Regions from separate parts of the Macaca mulatta genome. Here region 1 is linked to region 2. The links are chromatin contacts, called in public Hi-C maps. All regions are on one chromosome and are shown on one strand. The core of a region is the stretch at or near the end of the contact, and the rest is flanking DNA. Distances in the headings are between cores, read along the strand shown. Region 1 holds the start of NABP2 (nucleic acid binding protein 2). Region 2 holds the start of SMARCC2 (SWI/SNF related, matrix associated, actin dependent regulator of chromatin subfamily c member 2).

Region 1 (6,350 bases), core at 44-2,543, 44 kb before region 2:
GGTCTCAGACTCCTCAAGCGATCCGCCCACCTCGTCCTCCCAAAGTGCTAGGATTACAGGCGTGAGCCCTTGCACCTGCCCGCAAAGGAGTCTTGCTCTGTCGCCCAGGCTGGAGTGCAGTGGTGCGATCTCGGCTCACTGCAACCTCTGCCTCCCGCATTCAAGCGATTCTCCTGTGTTAGCCTCCCTAGTAGCTGGGATTACAGGCACCTGCCACTACGCCCAGCTACTCTTTTTGTATTTTTAGTAGAGACGGGGTTTCACCATGTTGGCCAGCCTGGTCTCAAACTCCTGACCTCACGATCCACCCGCCTCGGCCTCCCAAAGTGTTGGGATTAAAGGCGTGAACCACCGCGCCCGGCCATACTACTCTTACCTTACTTGATCGCAGAGTCCCTCTAGAGGACGGCAGAAAGGAGGCCTGAAACTTTAGTTCCTTTCGGGACCTGTCAAATTGTCCACAAAAGGCAGCTAGCTCTGTATTGTTGTGTATAAACAAATTACATAAAGATATGTGTGTGTGTGTATGCGTGTATTAATGTGCATTAGCATTTACTTAGCCAATGTCCACAATAAATACCATACTATTTGATACCAGATTAGCCTAGGAAGTCATGTAATTGTAATGCCTTGGTTTGTTTAATTAATCCCCTATCTTCTCATGGAGCTCTTTAGGCTCCACATTGACTTCCCTTGGATCCCAGATTCTCTACCGCCCACATCCCCAACACCACAGTGTGTAAGCTAAGGAAATCAAACCCCAACTCAGGAAGACGGAAATTTTTTCTCCCTTCCTTCCTTCCTCTTAGGTGTTTCAGGGAACTCCACAAGTGTTCGAGGAGCCATCGTGGATACGGCAGGAGAGCGCCTGGGAGAGAGGCAGACAACCCATTGAGCACCCCAGATCTAAGCTTTGCGGTCAGACTCCCTCACTCCCCACCCCGCGGCCGCCTTGTTACGAAGCTCTAGGATGCTGACCAGGTCTCTGGAAAAGGGAGAGGGGCCGGACCCGCAGCAGGTCACGCTGCAGGTCTGCCTCTCCGCAATGATCTCGCACCAATCTGCGTCAGCTCTAAGACACAAGTCACCTGCACCCCTCCAAAGCGAAGCGTGGCCGGCCAGGCCCACACGTTCTTGTCGGGAAGAACACAGAGTTCTCCCTCCCAAAGGACTATATAGTCCTGGCTAGGCCTATATAGACTCTAGACTAGACTTCCGGTCTAGAGTGGAGGCCTGGCCAGCCTTCGTCCCTCCTGGTAGGCCGCTGGTGGCTGGTAGTGTAGGGGCTGAGTTAAACAAAGAGGCGGGGTTTGGTGACGAGCTTCCGCCGGGTTGCGTAGCAGCGGTGGGCGGGGCAAAGGATCCGTCTGAGAAGGCGACGAGTGGTCGGAGTCTTCTTTCCCCTCCTTCCCCTTTCCCTTCCCTACCCGGGAGAGGCTAGGACCCGGCACCAGGGCACTACTGTGGCCGCTGCGGCCTCAGCTCCGACTGGGTCAGGTTGCGGAGACTCCAGGCCGCTTCCAGGGCGGTGCGTACTGCGCCTGCGCGATCTTCCACCTAAAAGAGGGTGTGGGAGGGGAGGAGGTGATGTCCCAGGGGTATTGGGGCGGGGGGCTGAAATACTGGGGTTCAGAAGGAGGGATGGTGGTAGAGATAAAAATGTGGGCAGGGAAGCAGCACGGGCGAGGAGTCGGGAGGTGAGAAGGGGGCCCTGGAGATTGGGCTGTTGGGGAAGGTCCGTTGGAATAGGGGAGCTTTGAGAAGTGCGGGAGCGGCCAGAGCTAGCTGGAGGACCCGCAGCCGCGGACCTGGGGGAACAGCGTGGTGTTTAAATGGGCAATGATTGACGGGCCAGAAGCGGAGGAAGGGAGCATTCCGGGGGCCAGCCTGGGCAGGGGCGGTGGAACCTAAACCCCCGCCCTCCAAGCGCCATAGCTTGGCTCCTCTCCCATGCCTTGTCTTTGGCAGCCTTGTCCTCTCATTCCTTCCCCACTCCTCACCCCCTCCCAGCCCTCCATGAAGGAATCTCACATTCTTCACATCCGTGCGCTTGGTTTGCAGCCTGGCTCTCTGACAGGTTTCACACACCACACACTGGAAGGCCTTCCCTAACTCAGGACTTTGGGAAATTGGGGAGTGGGGAGGAGGGGGCCAGAGGCAGAGCAGAAAGCCAGGAGGGGTGAGGGCGTTTTGCTTGAGGGATTGACAAACTGCTTCCCTATTCAGAAACTTCATTTCACCTAATAGCAAGTGGGGCTGTTAATGAGGCCACTGTTCTTAGGGACTGGCCCGTGATAGTGTTATCCTTTTCTATAGAGGGGTTTTAGAGTCTCACAATAGGGCGAGAGGCTGATAGTGTCGTTGGCTGATAGTTTTGCCCCAAATAAGAATGGAGTGGACTAGTGGTAGAGAATGTGAGTGATGCAGTGTTACTACCTTGCATGTCCAGCCGACCGACCTGTGGCTAGGCCTACCTTCTAGTAAAAAGAAGGAACAAGCTTCTTTCAAGCATTTCCTCTCCGACTCTCAGTACTCTAAATTTATTTTGCGTTATATATATATTTTTAAGACGGAGTCTCACTCTTATCACCCAGGCTGGAGTGCAGTGGCACAATCTCGGCTCGCTGCAACCTCCTTCTGGATTCAAGCAATTCTCCTGCCTCAGCCTCCTGAATAGCTGGGATTACAGGGACCTGCCACCATGCCTGGCTAATTTTTTGTATTTTTAGTAGAGATGGGGTTTCACCATGTTGCCAGGCTGGTCTCAAACCCCTGACCTCAGCCTGGCACGGTGGCACACACCTGTAATCCTAGTACTTTGGGAGGCCGAGGCGGGCAGATTGCCTGAGCTCAAGAGTTCGAGACCAGCCTGGGCAACACAGTGAAACCCCGTCTCTACTAAAAATATAAAAAATTAGCTGGGCATGGCTGTGTGCGCCTGTAGTCCCAGCTACTTGGGAAGCTGAGGCAGGAGAATTGCTTGAACCCGGGAGGCAGAGGTTGCAGTGAGCTGAGATTGCGCTGTTGCACTCCAGCCTCGGCAACAGAGCGAGACTCTGTCTCCACACGGTTCCCTCCGCCCCAAAAAAAAAACCCTGACCTCAGGTGATCGGTCCACCTCGGCCTCCCAAAGTGCTAGGATTACAGTCATGAGCCACTGCACCTGGCCTTATTTTGTATTCTGTTGCTACAAATAATCTTACTTTAGGATAACAGTATTTAGTATCCTTTCATATTCATTTATTTATTTATTTATTTTTGAGACCGGGTCTCACTCTGTCACCCAGGCTAATGTACAGTGCTGCAATCTCTGCTCACTGCAGTCTCTGCTTCCTGGGCTCAGTTGATCTTCCTGCTTCAGCCTCCTCAGAAGCCGGGACTACAGGCACTCATGCCACCATGCCTGGCTAATTTTTGTTTTTTTTGTAGAGACAAGGTTTCACTATGTTGCCCAGGCTGGTCTCAAACTCTTGGACTCAAGTGATCCACCCACCTCGGCCTCCCAAAGCGCTGGGATTACGGATGTGAGCCACTGCGTCCAGCCTCCTTTCATATTTATTTCATTTGATTTGCAGGACAGTATGTATAAGAGGTGTGCATGTGTTTATACGTGTATACACATACACACATATAGACACCTTATATTAGGCCGGGCACAGTGGCTTACGCCTGTAACCCCAGCACTTTGGGAGGCCAAACGTGACGGATCACATGAGGCCAATCTGAGACCAGCCTGACCAACATGTTGAAACCCCGCCTCTACTAAAGTATAAAACTTAGCCTGGCATAGTGACACGTGTCTGTGATCCCAGCTACTCAGGAGGCTGAGGCAGGAGAATTGTTTGAACCTGGGAGGTGGAGGTTGGCATGAGCTGAGGAGATCGTGTCACTGCACTCTATCCTGGGCGACAGAGCAAGACTCCATCTCAAAAAAAAAAAAAAAAAAAGAAAAAATAGGCCAGGCATGGTGGCTCACGCCTGTAATCCCAGCACTTTGGGAGGCCCAGGTGGGCGGATCACAAGGTCAGGAGATCGAGACCATCCTGGCCAACATGGTGTAACCCCGTCTCTACTAAAAATACAAAAACTAGCTTGGCATGATGGCGCACACCTGTAGTCCCAGCTACTTGGGAGGCTGAGGCAGGAGAATCGCTTGAACCCGGGAGGCAGAGGTTGCAGTAAGCTGAGATCATGCCACTGTACTCCAGCCTAGCGACAGAGCAACACTCTGTCTCAAAAAAAATATATGTATATATAAAATATATATAATACTTCTATATATTATATATACGTTATATTAATATATGAGGCAGGTCTCATTTTTCTCTACTTGACAGTTAAAGAAACAGAAAAACTACAGCAGGGTTACTTGACTTGTTTAAATGTGTACATTTATGGGTGGGCGCAGTGGCTGGTGCCTGTAATCCCAGCACTTTGGGAGGCTGAGGTTGGAGGATTGCTGGTGCCTGCCCAGGAGTTAAAGACCAGCCTGGGCAACGTGTCCAAACCCCGTGTCTACCAAAAATACAAAAATTAGTCAGGCGTGCTAGTGTGTGCCTGTGGTCCCAACTATTTGGGAGACTGAGGTGGGAGGATTGCTGGAGCCTGGGAAGGCAAGGCTGTAGTGAGCTATGATCATGCCACTGTACTCCAGCCTGGGCAATAGAGCAAGACCCTGTCTCAAAAAATAATAATAAAAATAATAATGTGGGCTGGGTGCAGTGGCTCACACCTGTAATCCCAGCATTTTGGGAGGCTGAGGCAGGTGTATCACCTGAGGTCAGGAGTTTGAGACCAGCCTGGCCAACATGGTGAAACCCCATCTCTACTAAAAATACAAAAATTAGCCGGGCATGGTGGTGGGCGCCTGTAATGCCAGCTACTCTGGAGGCCGAGGTAGGAGAATCACTTGGGCTCGGGAAGCGGCTGCAGTGAGCCAAGATCACACCATTGCACTCCAGCCTAGGTGACAGAGTGAGACTCTGTCTCAAAATAATAATAATAATGTATGTGAATGCACTTCGGAAACATAAAAGCAGCAGTCCCCAGCCTTTTTGTGAAAGACAGGTTTTCTACAGATGGTGGGCGAGGGGATGGTTTTGGGATGAAACTCTTCCACCTCAGATCATCAGGCATTAGATTCTCATAGGGAGTGGGCAACCTAGATCCTTCGCATGTGCAGTTCACAATAGGGTTCGTGCTTCTATGAGAATCAAATGCTGCTGATGATCTGACAGGAGATGGAGCTCAGGCCTCAGTGCTTGCTTGTTTCCTGCTCACCTCCTTTTGTACAACCCGGTTCCTAATAGGCCACAGTCTGGTACTGGTCCATCTGGGGATTTGGGGACCTCTGCATTAAAGCATCATCCTGTACACGTAATGTATTATGGATCTATGCATTTGTGTGTGTGTGTGTGTGTGTGTTTTGAGTTGGAGTCTTGCTGTGTCGCCTAGGCTGGAGTGCAATGGCACGATCTCAGCTCACTGCAACCTTCGCCTCCCGAGTTCAAGCAGTTCTCCCTGCCTCAGCTTTCTGAGTAGCTGGGATTACAGGCACCCACCACCACGCCTGGCTAATTTTTATATTTTTAGTAGAGATGGGGTTTTGCTGTGTTGGCCAGGCTCATCTCGAACTCCTGACCTCAGGTGATCCACCCTCCTCGGCCTCCCAAAATGCTGGGATTCCAGGCGTGAGCCATCGCACCCAGCCGGACCTGTGCGTTTTGTAGTCACAGATTTGGAATCGTTATTACTGGTAGTTATGTGCACTGAATAAAAGAATCGTAAATCTCCAACAACTCCTCTTCTCTGCTTTTCCTCTTGTCCTTTTCTTTCGTCCTCCCAACTATGTTCCAATCTACTGGACCCTGTGTGTGTGCTTCCTTAGCTGGTGAGCTCCCTCCTTAGAAGGTAGTCTTACTTGCCTAGCACTGAAAACTTAGTGTTTAATGGAGTTGTCTCATCCTCTCCAACCAACTGCCAGATCCATCTGTCCAGTCTCCTTGCCAAGTGGAGGTAGTTCTCCTGACTCTCCTTTCTCTTCCTTGTTTCTATTACTAGAGTACTCCTGATTGTGACATCACATTCATCCCCTGGGTGATGGAGCTTGTCACTGGGAAGGAAGACTCAGTCGGAGAATAGCCAACAAGATGGGTTACTGGGAGAATCTCTTCAGTGGCACTGAGTGGAGGCATCAGGGGGTTGGAGCCTTGTGAACAGGGAACCTGCCCCCCAACACTTGAAAGGTAAAGAGCTTTGATTCAGAATCCCATTCCAGGCCTTAACCCTCTTCTCTGTCACTTGGGATTCCTTCTGCCCTTGAAAGCCCAGTTCTTAAAACTTCTTTCTGC
Region 2 (6,282 bases), core at 2,546-5,045:
CCTAACTCTCAAGAAGCTTATATACCAGTCTGAAGATTAAAACATGTACACATAACTACTGTAAAAAACACCCATTTTTTAAACTGACTGGCTTATCTGTGTTTAATGTGTTTATATGCCACAGGGGAAGAAAGACTTCACATAATAAGATGAGGGCATAGGATGTGGTAGGCAACAAGTGGTCAGAGAAAACTCCACAGGAGAACCAACATTTAGGTGGAGAATGAGTAGAAAGTGTGGAAGAGAAAGATTATTCCAGGCAGAGAACACCATGAGCAAAGCTAAATAAGTACCAGGAACTAAAAGAATGCCAGTGGACAGAATGTAGTGAATATGAGCCGGGCACGGTGGCTCAAGCCTGTAATCCCAGCACTTTGGGAGGCTGAGACGGGCGGATCACAAGGTCAGGAGATCGAGACCATCCTGGCTAACACGGTGAAACCCCGTCTCTACTAAAAAATACAAAAAACTAGCCGGGCAAGGTGGCGGGCGCCTGTGGTCCCAGCTACTCCGGAGGCTGAGGCAGGAGAATGGCGTGAACCCGGGAGGCGGAGCTTGCAGTGAGCTGAGATCCGGCCACTGCACTCCAGCCTGGGCGACAGAGCCAGACTCAGTCTCAAAAAAAAAAAAAAAAAAAAAAAAAAAGAATGTAGTGAATATGGAAGAGTAGTGAGAGAAAAGGGGTCATATCCTGCAACATAGAAAGCAGCCATGCAAGGGTTTAAGGTCCCAGACTGCAGTGTGGATGCTTTAGTGCAGCTTTCTATGTATTACCTCGTATGGTGCCCGCAAATACCACTACTTTCCAGATGAAGGCTCTAGCTCAGCCTGCACTCACCCCTGAGAAAAGTGAGCATATCTGAGACATATTTAGCAGGTAAAATAAATGGAACGTGTTTTTATTTTATTTTATTTGAGACAGAGTCTCCCTGCATCACCGAGGCTGGAGTGCAGTGGCATGATCTTGGCTCACTGCAACCTCTGCCTTCTGGATTCAAGCGATTCTCTTGCCTCAGCCTCCCAAGTGGCTGGAATTACAGGTGCCTGGCACCACGCCCAGCTAATTTTTGTATTTTTAGTAGAGAGGGGGTTTCACTACATTGGCCAGGTTGGTCTTGAACTCCTGACCTCGTGATCCACCTGCCTAGGCCTCCCAAAGTGCTGGGATTACAGGAGTTAGCCACCACATCCAGCCCTGTTTTTGTTTTATTTTTATGTTAGCATATCAAGCGAGAAGTCCTTGCATGCAATTCAGTGAATGGTGGTGGTGGTAGACTGATAGGTAGCTGGAGTGATCAAGAGCATCAAAGAAGAGGGGCCTAAAGGATTTTGGAAAGTGTTAATGGTGAGGGGCAGGGAGGCAATGTGAGGGTCATGCTGGAAAGAACAGCCTGAGCAGTGGTATGAAGGTGGGAAACTCTAAGGTATAAATGTGTAGAAAGCTCTATGTATTACCCTAGAGCCCCCTGCCCTTTGGGATTCTTTTTGGACAAGAGGCTGTGTGAGAAGTACAAAAAGAACATCCTTGGCCAGGCACCGTGGCTCACACCTGTCATCCCACCACTTTGGGAGACTGAGGCAGGCGGACTGCTTGAGTCCAGGAGTTTGAGACCAGTCTGGGCAACATGGCGAAATCCCAGAACCCTGTCTCTACTAAAAATACAAAAAATTATCTGGGCGTGGTGGTGCATGCCTGTAGTCCCAGCTACTGAGGCGGGAGGATCGCTTGGGCTTGGGAGTTTGAGGTTGCAGTGAACTGAGATTGCACCACTGCACTGCAGCCTGGGCAACAGAGCAGGACCCTGTCTCAAAAACAACCCCCCAAAACAAACAACAAAATCTTCAACAAGCAGCCCAGATCCTCCCACAATCAGAAATTAGGGGACAGGAAAAATGGGGTGAGATGAGTATAAGAGGGTTAAAGGTTAAAGATGAGATTAATTTCCTCGCTTGGTTAATACATATAGATAATTTAAAACAGTACCTGGCACATAATAAGCACTCAATAAAAATTGAGAATAATCTTCCCACACCTTGGCTCTAGTTGGATCTGCAATGATGTTTCAATAGGCTACTCCCTTCTAGCCCTGTACACCTCAAGGAAATCCAGATGAGAGAATCCCCTGTTTCCTGGGTCTTCGGTGTAATTAGACCTACAAGGTGTGACTTCTGGTCATGAAATTTAGAGGAAACTCTAGGTTTGACTAATATTGCAAAACAGCCACTCACATTCCCAGACAAAATGTAACCCTTCAACCAAATCCTTCCCTATGCCCTCAAAAGAATGAGACATGTGCCAAAGCTCTCCCAGCAAGCCTGAAGTTATAAAATTCTGAAAATGCCTCACAGTCTAGCAGCCAACACAGTCGTACATAATTAAGCTTCCCAAGATCACTCCCATTCTCCCAAATACAGGGGTAAGACCTGTTGGCGGCTTCCTTTTGGAGAGAGAAAGTGCACGAAAGACACTTGTGAGAACTGGGGTTACCTTTACGTGTTGTGAAGTGGGATTTAAAAAGTCGCCGTCAGGCCGGGCGCGGTGCTCACGCCTGTAATCCCAGCACTTTGGGAGGCCGAGGCTGGCAGATAACCTGAAGTCGGGAGTTTGAGACCAGCCTAGCCAATACGGTGAACCCGTCTCTACTAAAAACGCAAAAAGTGTGGTGGCGCATGCCTGTGGTCCCAGCTACTCGGGAGGCTAAGGCAGGAGAATTGCTTGAACCCGGGAAGTGGAGGCTGCGGTGAGCCGAAATCGCGCCACTGCACTCCAGCCTAAGCAACGGAGCGAGACTCCGTCTTAATAATAAGAAAGAAAAAAAAAAAAAAGCCGTCACGAACAGGATTCGAACCTGTGCGGGGAAACCCCATTGGATTTCGAGTCCAACGCCTTAACCACTCGGCCACCGTGACTTCCAAAACCGCATTTTGCCGCGCGCTTACAGAAGGGGTCCGCACTGCAATCGGGGACTACATGCGGGAACCGGAAGCAGGGTACCGGCCTCGACGCGCACTCACCTGAGGACTCCCCACCCCTTGGTTCCTTACCTCCTATCTACGCCACCCAGAGAAAAAGAGTCGGATGGACCGGGTGACCCAGGGAAGGAGGGTCTCCTGCCTAGCGAAGAGTCGGAGTCTCAAGGAGCTCACACCTACTTAGGAGGTGACAGCGAGGCCAGCGGAGGAAGCAGTTGAGGAAGGCACTGGGTCCCCAAGGTGGCGGCTAGGGGACTTTTGGGTTAACAAGTGAAGGGGTTGCTGGGTGGACAAGCGCGAGGGGTGAGGGAGACTCAGAAAAGTTTAAATGGGGAGATGCTGGGAATGGATGGAAGGAAGGAACTTCTTGGGGAAAGGGTTTTGGGGTTTTGGGGGACGAGGGGCTCCGTCGGATTAGGAATGCGCAAGGTGAGGGCCACTCGGGGCAACGGGTTGGGGCTGCTCCAGCGACTGGCGGCCGCCTGGAGTGGGATAGCGAGGTGACACTAACGGGCTGAGGCAAAAAGAGGGAAGGGCTTCGCGTCTGGTAAGAGGGATCTCAGGAGAATGGCGCCCCCTCCAGGAAGAGTCCTTCTCCCCGGAGGCTCCCGCCGCCGCTGCCGGGTAGGCCACCAGGGTCGGCCCGCGCCTGGAGCTCCTCCGCCGCGCCCGGCCTGCCGGCAGGGGGCGCAGCGCGGACCGGGGCCGGCCCAGGCGGCGGGAGGCGGCGGCCGCGGCGGCGGGAGGCGGCGGGAGGCGGGCGGAGGAGGAGGCGGAGGAGGCGGGAGCTGAGCTGAGTGGGGCGGGCGGCGGCGGGGCCCGAGCCCGAGAAGATGGCGGTGCGGAAGAAGGACGGCGGCCCCAACGTGAAGTACTACGAGGCCGCGGACACCGTGACCCAGTTCGACAACGTGCGGCTGTGGCTCGGCAAGAACTACAAGAAGGTACGCGGGCCGGGCCGGGCCGCGCGGGGACCGGGGGCGGGACAAAGGGACCGCGGCCCTGCAGCTCCGGGATCCTGCCCACCCTCCAGGCGCCCCAGCCCCTCCCCTGCGGCCTTCGGAGCAGCCCCCCGCGCGCCCTCCCGCGCGCCCGCGCCCCTCCCCCAGCCTCCCTCTCCCCGCACCCCTAGCCTCCGAGCCTAGCCCCCGCCCCCACTGCTGCGCCCTCTGCCCCTTGTTTTTCTCTACTGCCCGGCAGGCCCCGGTGCCATTAGCCCACCTTCCCCTCAGCCATCGCCCTCCTGGCTCTTCTGGGAGAGGCGGCCGGCCGGGTGTGGACCGGGTGCCCAATGGGTTCCCCCGCAACCCGGAACGTGCCCGCCAGAGCTCCCCATGGAGCCGGGTACCGGTGGGGCTGAGGCCTCCCCGGTGCTTTGTGTATGTTCAGAGAGAGGATGGAAAGCAGGAGGGTAAACAGTCACAGAGCAAGTCGTTGGCTGCTCATCAGCTTGAAAAAGGTCCCCACCCAGGGATCACCTGTCTCCGCCGCTCATCCCCCACCTTCATCTAAGAGGCAACAGAATCTCTCAGGGAGCTGGGGTATAGGAGTTCCTGGGTAGCGACCCCTTCCAAAACCTTTCCTCGATTTTGCAGTGAAGTCACCCTGCAACCTAGCTTTGCAGTACCGTGGGTTTGGGGTCAAGAGGTTAGGGTGAGCGTTCTATCTCTAGCCCCTCACCCCGAAACCCCATAACTGGCGATCATAAGGTAGTGAACAAAGGGTTTAAGAATCCTTACCTGTCTTTTCTACTAGACCTCTTCGTGGTGTCGTCTTTGTCTCTAGGCCTGGTTTTCCCTGGAAATAGTCTGCCTCTCTTTTTCTCACTACCCTCAGAGAGGGGTTCTCTTTGTGGCTTTCTTTCAGCTCCCCATTTCTTCCTGCCGGCTTTGCAGCTCGTCAGAAGTGTGCTTAGTGGCTTAGGAGAACTTCCTACTGATCCTGATTATGAGCCTAGCCCTGCCCTTGGGGTCTCTCTGGGTGTCAGAATCTTGACAAATAGCTGCTATTTCTATGGCTTGTTTCTATGCCTGTGAGAGGCTCTTGCTTTGACCTTTTGCAGGGAGATCAAGCTAGGGGCTGAGCCTCCGGCCTTGGTGGGGATTGACAACTGTGACCTGGTTCAGCTTCCGTGCTCTTAGCTCTTTGTCATTTACCTTTCCCTTCACATATCTATCTCTCTTCACCTCTCACTGAGAGGCGCTGTCTTCTTTGTGATGAGGGGGGAGAAAACGGGTCAAAAGGTAAAAAGAAAGTCTCCTGGCTCAGGTTCAAATTATAATGGAAGGCTAGGATGCTACTAGGTAGCGAAGTGTGGAAATATTGAGGTAGAGCCAGGGTTACTTGTCTCGGATACAGTTTCCTCAGACAGGGTAGATGTTTTCTTGCTCTTCTCCATCAGGCTGGTGAGGCCCTTCCTGTCTAGGAGGGCTTATGAAGAACTTTATACCCAGTCTTCAGGAGCAAAATGCACAGGCTCACTCTCAGTCAGCTTGCCCTCCTTCACTTCCTTGTACCTTTTCTTGTTAGGCTACATTATAGGGGGAATCATGGCTTTACACAGAGTTCTCCTAAGAAATGTCTCTCTTAGAGCTCCAAAGGTATTGCTTCCATGATCTGAACTCTATAAACCTCCAGAATTTTAACAACCCTCAGTGCTGTTGGTTGAGGATGAGGTGCCAAGATAATAGGGTCCTGCAACTCTAATTTCAGAGTGTAGCTGAGGAAGAGTAGTAAGCTTCCCTGTTCTCCCCAACACTGGCCATCTGGGCTGGTGACAGCAGAATTTCAGCTTCCTGGTTGGGATGTCCAGAGCCTCCCTTTTGCCATTTTCTTTATAGAGACTAAATAGGGAGAAAGGCACTGTTTTCTTTGCTCCAGATACTTCCAGAGCCCCTGGGGGAGAAATGTGGAAGATAGTGGACAATTTATCTGAGATCTATTTTTCTTTCCTTTCCCTCTTTTCCGTTAGTATATACAAGCTGAACCACCCACCAACAAGTCCCTGTCTAGCCTGGTTGTACAGTTACTACAATTTCAGGAAGAAGTTTTTGGCAAACATGTCAGCAATGCACCGCTCACTAAACTGCCGGTGAGTGCAGAAGTAGGAGAGAGGGCGGGGGGTGGTGGTGGTGAGTCCACCAAACTGGAGAGTTGTATTTTAAAAAAAGATTCGTGAATTTTGTAATTTTTGAAATTTGGGTTATTTTCTACCATCCCTATCCCTGGTCAGGGCATTATTGGCTTGGCCTAGTCTCCAGTTTACCATTCTTTTTGTCTTAGTAATACTTTGTGCAACAAATTATTTCA

Evidence for each region. A called contact is a pair of places that touch in the nucleus more often than the background predicts.
Region 1: a Hi-C map of liver shows a contact between it and region 2, with 1.7 times the contacts expected there. The contact joins the promoter of NABP2 here to the promoter of SMARCC2 in region 2. A contact is called at or near these places in 4 of 14 Hi-C or Micro-C datasets (blood, fetal cortex germinal zone, liver and 1 more).

The regions. Positions count from the first base shown.
Region 1 is chr11:63,381,347-63,387,696 of T2T-MMU8v2.0, reverse strand. It overlaps NABP2 (nucleic acid binding protein 2), which reads right to left and starts at 1,293. Exons shown (of 7, transcript XM_077954532.1): 1 at 979-1,293. RNF41 (ring finger protein 41) reads left to right here. Exons shown (of 8, transcript NM_001194648.2): 2 at 1,361-1,385; 3 at 6,061-6,245.
Region 2 is chr11:63,339,823-63,346,104 of T2T-MMU8v2.0, reverse strand. SMARCC2 (SWI/SNF related, matrix associated, actin dependent regulator of chromatin subfamily c member 2) reads left to right here and starts at 3,795. Exons shown (of 28, transcript XM_077954501.1): 1 at 3,795-3,917; 2 at 5,945-6,064. The coding sequence starts at 3,807. It overlaps TRNAS-CGA (transfer RNA serine (anticodon CGA)), which reads right to left and starts at 2,910; the gene lies at 2,829-2,910.